Regions from separate parts of the Gossypium hirsutum genome. Here region 1 is linked to region 2. Evidence: chromatin contacts called from public Hi-C data. All regions are on one chromosome and are shown on one strand. Each heading gives the region's core, a stretch centred on a gene start, on an enhancer-like site or on the middle of the called end of the contact. The rest is flanking DNA. Distances are from core to core; before and after follow the strand shown.

The links. Hi-C and Micro-C count contacts between places; a contact is called where the count stands out from the background.
Region 1: a Hi-C map of leaf shows a contact between it and region 2, with 3 times the contacts expected there. The contact joins the promoter of LOC107909370 here to the promoter of LOC121209683 in region 2. A contact is called at or near these places in 2 of 34 Hi-C or Micro-C datasets (both in leaf).

Annotation. Positions count from the first base shown.
Region 1 is chrA02:106,911,438-106,915,208 of Gossypium_hirsutum_v2.1, reverse strand. It overlaps LOC107909370 (UPF0496 protein At2g18630), which reads left to right and starts at 2,320. Exons shown (of 2, transcript XM_016836861.2): 1 at 2,320-2,695; 2 at 3,190-3,771. The coding sequence starts at 3,192.
Region 2 is chrA02:106,728,338-106,731,950 of Gossypium_hirsutum_v2.1, reverse strand. LOC121209683 (probable galacturonosyltransferase-like 1) reads left to right here and starts at 1,603. Exons shown (of 1, transcript XM_041080774.1): 1 at 1,603-3,087. The coding sequence starts at 1,706. The coding sequence ends at 2,800.

The sequences.
Region 1 (3,771 bases), core at 1,071-3,570, 180 kb before region 2:
CCGAATTCATTAAATGACAAATAAATTCTGCTATTTTTTTTGAATGTTATTTTCTTGTTGTTTTCTTCCTATTTTGCTACCATATTACTATTAGTTGCTCCTATTTTGTTGTTATTATTTGGATATTGTATAAAACTTATTTTATTATTAATTTTGTTATTATTTTAAAGGCATTTGTTAATTTTATTATTATTTTAAAGGTATTTGCTTGTTAAGTTGCATCTATCTTAGTGTTATTTAAGTCTACATATTTTTTAAAATTTATTATCAATTTGTTGGAAAATATTTATTTTGATTTTTTTAGTATTTTTGATGTATTATATGTATTTAAAAATTATATAAAATAATATAAAAATAAATACGGGCCGGGCCCGGGTTTTAGTAATTTTATTTGGGTCGGGCTAGGGCAAAATTTTAAGCCTATTTTTTGGGCCCGGCCCGGCCCGAGCCCAATGAATGGGCCTAAATTTTTAGTTGAGCCCGGCCCATGGTCACCTCTAGTTATTACCATGAGATAAAATAAAATCATATTTAGAGAACAAATATTATTTCAAAAAGATTAAAGATGTCATATGAGGGTAAGACACTTATGACAAGCTTATTAAACAAGCACTGATCAAGTTGTTTTCGTAATAGTATGTTGTTAGGGAGAGCTCGATCATGATACTATAGTGAAATAACTTTATAACTAAATGAATTTATAATTAATATGTGAAAAGTTAGAACTTAATTATAAATCATTTAAGCCCTAATCGCATATGTTCAATCAAACCTTCTACTAGCTTTTCGAAACTAGAAATGAATTGCATGCTGAATAAAGTAAACAGAAATTGATAAAAGTGGTGAAAATGATGAAATAAGAAACATTTAGTAATGATTATAAATTTCTCTAAAATAAAAATAAAAATAGAGAAATAGAATCATTTAAAAATGAATGTGACTTTCTCCAAAATGAAAATGAAGAAAGTGTAGAAATGAATCTACATTTTTTGAATTAAATGGAGTTTGAAAATGAAAATAAATCTTTTGGTAATGGTGAATCGTTGAATGTAGAAATATTAAATATATTTTCTCATAAATTCTTTTACGGTAAAGTCGTCATGATTTTAATGGAATTATAATTGGGTTAGGAAGATTATTTTGTTTGGGGAAATAAAAAAATAAATATAGAATTGGATCGTACTATAAAATACTTGGTTAAAAGTGTAGGAAATATTTGTAATTGGACCCGATATAGGAGATGTCCAAAAACCTCTCATGTTAATGAGGGGGATGGCAAACCCTAATATTATTAATTGGGTGTCTCCTTCTATACTTTTAATTAGACTAAAAGTTCATTTTTGTGGTTAAAATAAACTTTTACAATTCAATAAGAGTTCTACTTCTTCTCCCTATAAATAGATGACACCGGTAGGGTTAAATATACAAATTTCAGATATTGTTATTTTTCCTGAAAATAGAAAGTGTTTAATTCTCTAAGTATTTGAATATAGTTTCTAAAATTAAAATTTTTTTGGTTTTATTGAGAAGAGATTTTCTGTTTTCACACTAAAACAAAGAAACTATTTCTGGTTTTAAATTTGATTCAAATCATTTGATCACACACTCGAAATAGTTTGTAGTACGAGAATAGTGAAGAAGGTCGATTGAAAGCCAATAACGACAATGATCCGTCTAGTTGAAAACACAGGTGCGATTTCATTTATTGCTATAAATATCACAAACCAAGTTGATTTTTAAAATTTTTATTTTTTGTTGTGTAAGAAAACTATTTTCGAATCGAATTTTTTCAACAATCAGTATCAGAGTCAAGTTGTGCTATGTTTATAGTGTAAATCGAGACTTAAATTCTCTATCTTCTTTATGTGTGATTAATTTTGATAAGATGTGACATTCTTATAATTGTATACATGTTTAGAAGAATATATGTGAATGAATGTATAATATTATTTTATTGTTATGTATGATAAATTAATTTTGCCGAATTTGTGATTCTTAGAAAATTAAATGTAACTAATTAACTTATCGGGCATGTATATTTTAGATGTGGACTATTATTTCCACATAGAGTTTAGTTTTATTTTTCTAGAATAAAATTTGTGAGCCGAAAATAGATATAAAATAATTGGATGTGTTGTGTCTTAGACTAATCAATCAGATAATTTGATTGGTTAATTAGTTAACACGTGAATTAATTCAGATTGAACCAATTTAAATTTTAAAAACTTTCAAGTTATTTTAGTTTGAGTCAATTTCGGATTTGGGTTTAGGGTATTCAAATTTTGCATATATATATATATGTATACATTTATTACAAATATCCCCCCTTCCATTATGGGCCAAAGATAATTGTTTTTTCCACATTAGCTATCTTTATTCTACTCTCCAATCATCATAAGCTAGAGAAATAAAAACCAAAGCTTCACTCCCAAGTTTGGCCTTTGAAACCCCTCCTTTAAGTTGAAAGAGACGATGTTTCAAGTAGTAGACGACACTTTGCCTCATTTCCCTTCAAATTTCTCACCTTCCTTCAACCTTCATTACCTGCATTAACTCAATGCATTTCCCTTCACCAAAGAAAAAAAAAAGCCCCCTTTTTTAGCTCTCTCTGTGTGTAAAGTTTGCTCCTTTGGGTGGCTGGATTATAGCTTTTTCAGCTTATTTGCTAAGGATTTCAACTGAGAAGAACTTTCAGGTACTTTTTAGCTTGTGCATTTATAGAATCTCTCAAAGATTTAATCTTTTTGGTCTATATGCTTGAAAACTATCTCTGAGTTTTTTAAGGTCTTGCTCAAGCTTTTCTTATTTTGTTCATTTGTTGAACTTCAAGAACATATTGTGTGGATTTTTTAGGGATTTTTGTGTGAAAAAACCGTATTTTTCACTTGATTACTGGGTTTTATTTAGATTTGTGGATTATTAAATGCAATTTTAGCTAGAATTGATGTTTGTAGTGAAGCTTCATGTTAAGATACGAGTTATTTTAGGGTTAAAGTACCTGGAAGGTCCCTGCATTATAGGTACCGGATCAGATTAGTCCCTCTATTGTTAAATGGATCAATTTAGTCACTGTAATCAAATAAGTTCAAATTGTAAGAGTTAAATTAGCACGTAAACTGATGTGTGTGTGTATGTACTGCTTTTGGGTTTTTTAAGGTATTCTCCATTACCATTTTGAATCTTTATCAGCCATGATGGGATGTCAATCGAGTAAAACCAAAGGGGGTAATGCCGAATCGATATCGCAAGTTAAACCGGATTCTCAGTTCGAAGCTGATTTGAGTTCGTACGAGGCTGCTTGTAGACAAGATTCAACTCTGCAACATTTCGATGTGACTCTCCAGGAACATACTAACAGTGTCATCGGCACGCTTGCGGTCAGTTCGGGTGTTCAATCGATATCCTTTAACACGCTCCAAGAGGTTACCTGTTGTCTTCTCGAAACAAATCAGGCAGTAGTGAAAGTCATTTTGGAATGTCAAAGAGATATATGGAACAATTCAGAGTTGTTTTCTTTGGTTGAGGAATACTTTGAAAACAGCAAGAAGACTTTAGATTTTTGTACCATGCTCGAGAATTGCCTCAAACGAGCTCGGAATGATCAGTTGATTATTCAATTGGCGGTTAAGTATTTCGATGAAGAGGTTGGGTTAGAAGTTGAGGTCAATGAGAAGAAATTCGTGAAGACCTTGGAAGAACTGAGGAGATTTAAAGTAGCTGACAAGCCCTTCCCGAAGGAGTTCTTTGTACTGTTAGATTTGGTCCGTAAGC
Region 2 (3,613 bases), core at 354-2,853:
TTTTAATTAAAGCAATGGTTTTGACTAAATGATTATGAAAGTAATACTTATTAATTTTATACTATAATTAAACATATTGACAAGAGAGTGAATTATGGCTTGAATTATGTCAAGTTTAGATTTGTAATTTATATTCATCCAGCTCAGATCAAATTATGATTTAATTGATGAATTTCATACCAACCCAAATGAAATTTAAATTAAATTAAAATGGATTAAAATTTTGATTATTCGATTTTGATCCATATCCATGAAGAGCCTGTGGAATAATCAAAATTCAAGAGTTCAATTTAAAAATATTAATCCAATCATTGATGCAATTATGATTTTTCTCAAAATTTATCGTCGAAAGTAAATTATTATAAATTCAGTAAACATACTTGATAATAAGAAAATGTTTATAAAAAATACTAACACTGCCACTGATTAATTGGACTAAAATTTTAACATCGAAAAAAAGAAGAGTAAAAGTAATTACTTTGACAACTTTTTTTAATTGTGAGGATTAAATTTTAAATTTGATAAAATTAGAGGGGTTTATGGCATATTTTACCGAATGTGTAGTTAAAGATGCAGCTCCCACCATTTTCTTGTTTTCCATGTCTCTATCTCTTTTATTAGGACAATAAACTTTCCACCAATGGGACCCAACTTTTCTTCCTTATTGATGTCTAGCTTACGTGGCACTTCATGGTCCCACTCGTCGAAGCCATGTGGCAACTTTCATTTTGTCAATGTCACCCTTCAATTCACGTTTACACCAACGCCCCTTGCATTAAATGTTCTACGGAAGATATGGATCATGTTAGAAAAAGAGAAAAAAAATAAATATTGAAATTTTGGATCAAATCTTAGGTGAATTGACACTGTTGTAATTATAATAATAAAAAAGGCTATCAAAAGAAATTTTCGCCCAAGATTTAATAATTAGTCAATTCTTAACTTACGCGATAGAAATAAAAAACTATTGAATGATTTGATTTATCAACTTGTTCGACACTTCGTATTTGTTTATAGGCATGGTAATGAAATGATTAATGCTCTTGCTAATGCAGGGGTGAAGAGACTTGCGTTATTTAAAATGATTTTTGCTTGGTGATGAGTGTTTTTCTATCCTGTTTCACTCTTATGTTGTGTTAAAGGGTGATGACTGAATTCTGTCTTTCAACTAGTTAGAAAGTGTTTATAATCTTTTTTATTTTTTTATCAATGTCTTTCTCTTATTAATAAATTTGTATCAACTGAGTGGGAAAAAAAAAAACGAATATCAAACCCATAATTTTTGGATTTCCATAATTGTATGTTGAATATCATTAAAATACATAAAATGAAATTATCAATACGCTTAAATTAATCGATAATAAAAGAACAAAAATAAAAATATTATTATTTATAAAATTACAATTTTACATATTTCTAATATTTTTAATTTAATATTTTTAACATATCTATACATATTCATCATCCATTTTTTTTTAATTTTATCATTACAGTAATTAATTCTCAGTGTCCACACCCGAAAATAGCTTGACCATTGGTCCCTAGAAGTACCTGTTTTTTTTAATTTTAAACCCAAACGTGGGGTTTTTTTTATTTTGGGTTCAAAGTTGAAAACACAAAAGAAATTAGAAATCATTGATGTGTTCCCTTTTCCCCTATATTAAAAGCTTAGAAAACCAAAAATCTAAACTCCCACCAACAAAAGATGTCCAAATTTGCATTAGTAATCCCACCAAATAAACTCCACCGACACCACCACCACCGTCACCACCTCTTCCTCCTTTTCCTCCTCATCTCCGCCGTAAATGCCGCCCCTTCCTTGGCTTCAACCACCACTAATAATGACCAAAAGTTCAAAGAAGCTCCACAATTTTATAACGCACCCACTTGTCCTTCCATTAATGGCACCACCAATGAAATGTGTTCCCATGAAGCTGTTCATGTAGCAATGACCCTCGATGCCGCCTATTCGCGTGGTTCAATGACAGCTATTTTTTCCATCCTGCAACACTCTTCTTGCCCTCAAAACATCCTTTTCCACTTCGTCTCCACCTCCACCGCCGACCACCGTCACCTCCGCCTTACAATCACCCACTCTTTCCCTTCCCTTAAGTTCCAAATCTACCCATACGACTCCTCCGTCGTGTCCGGCCTTATCTCAACATCCATCCGGTCAGCACTCGACTCCCCACTCAACTACGCCCGGAACTACCTCGCCGACCTCCTCCCTCATTGCATACACCGCATCGTTTACCTAGACTCCGACCTCGTCCTAGTCGACGACATAGCCAAACTCGCCGCCACCCCACTGGACGAAAACACCGTTCTCGCCGCCCCGGAATATTGCAACGCCAACTTCACTTCATACTTCACCCCAACCTTCTGGTCCAACCCCACACTTTCCCTAACCTTCGCCGGCCGGAAACCTTGTTACTTCAACACCGGTGTAATGGTCATAGACTTACAAAAATGGCGTGAGGGTGATTACACCACCAAAATCATCGAATGGATGGAGCTTCAAAAAAGAATAAGGATCTACGAGTTAGGTTCATTGCCACCATTTTTACTCGTCTTTGCAGGCACCATAGCACCTGTTGATCATAGATGGAACCAACACGGGCTTGGAGGTGACAATTATAGAGGATTATGCAGAAATTTACATCCGGGTCGGGTTAGTTTATTACACTGGAGTGGTAAAGGGAAGCCATGGGTGAGACTTGATGCTAATCGACCATGTCCTTTAGATGCTTTATGGGCTCCTTATGATCTGCTACAAACACCCTTTGCTTTAGAACCTTAAAAAATTATGATTAGTATATGTTTTTTTCAACAATAATTTTCTTTTTCTGGGCTGAGATTTTTTCTTTCAATGATGCCATGGAACTTATAGAGAAAAAAAAATGGATCTGAGTGGAAAATTTTAAGATAAATTTTCTTGGAGATATATGTTCATAGATTCTATAGCAGTGAACATTAACAATCTTAGTACAATCTTTGCTTCTTTTCTTTATCTATGTATTGTTGAGGACAGTATATAATACATGTTATGCCTACTACAGAAATTAAAGATCAAAAGCTTTTTTGGTAGTTTGGTTTAATTATGATTTAGTCCCTCTACTTTACTTTGGTTTGTCTTTTACTTTACGAAAACTAAGAAGCTAATCCAATTAATTTGTTGCATATAAATTGAATTCTTTTTGTTGGTTTAATTGTGATTTTGTCCCCTACTTTTCAAAGATCGAGGAGTTGAGCTATTAATTTTTGCTAATTCACCGTCCATATAAAATGCTGTTGATTTTCAAATCAATCATTTAATGTTTTCTTTTTCTTGTAGGAAGCTTTTAATGTTGATTTGTTCTTGGTTTTTTGGCATGTTGAAGTAATTGATATTATTGCATCAATATTTCATCTTTTTAAATGGTAATAATTTGCAAAAATCAAGGACATTGATTGTGAAAATTAGAAAACCTATAATGGTGTTGTTGGAGCCTAGCAATGTCTGGTCTGAATTGAAATTCACCTTATTTTACTCCACCATTTAAGACAAGCTTGAGTTGTTTGTTTTCCTAGTTTTGTCTATATACCCTATTATGCGATCAACATTGTACTTTAA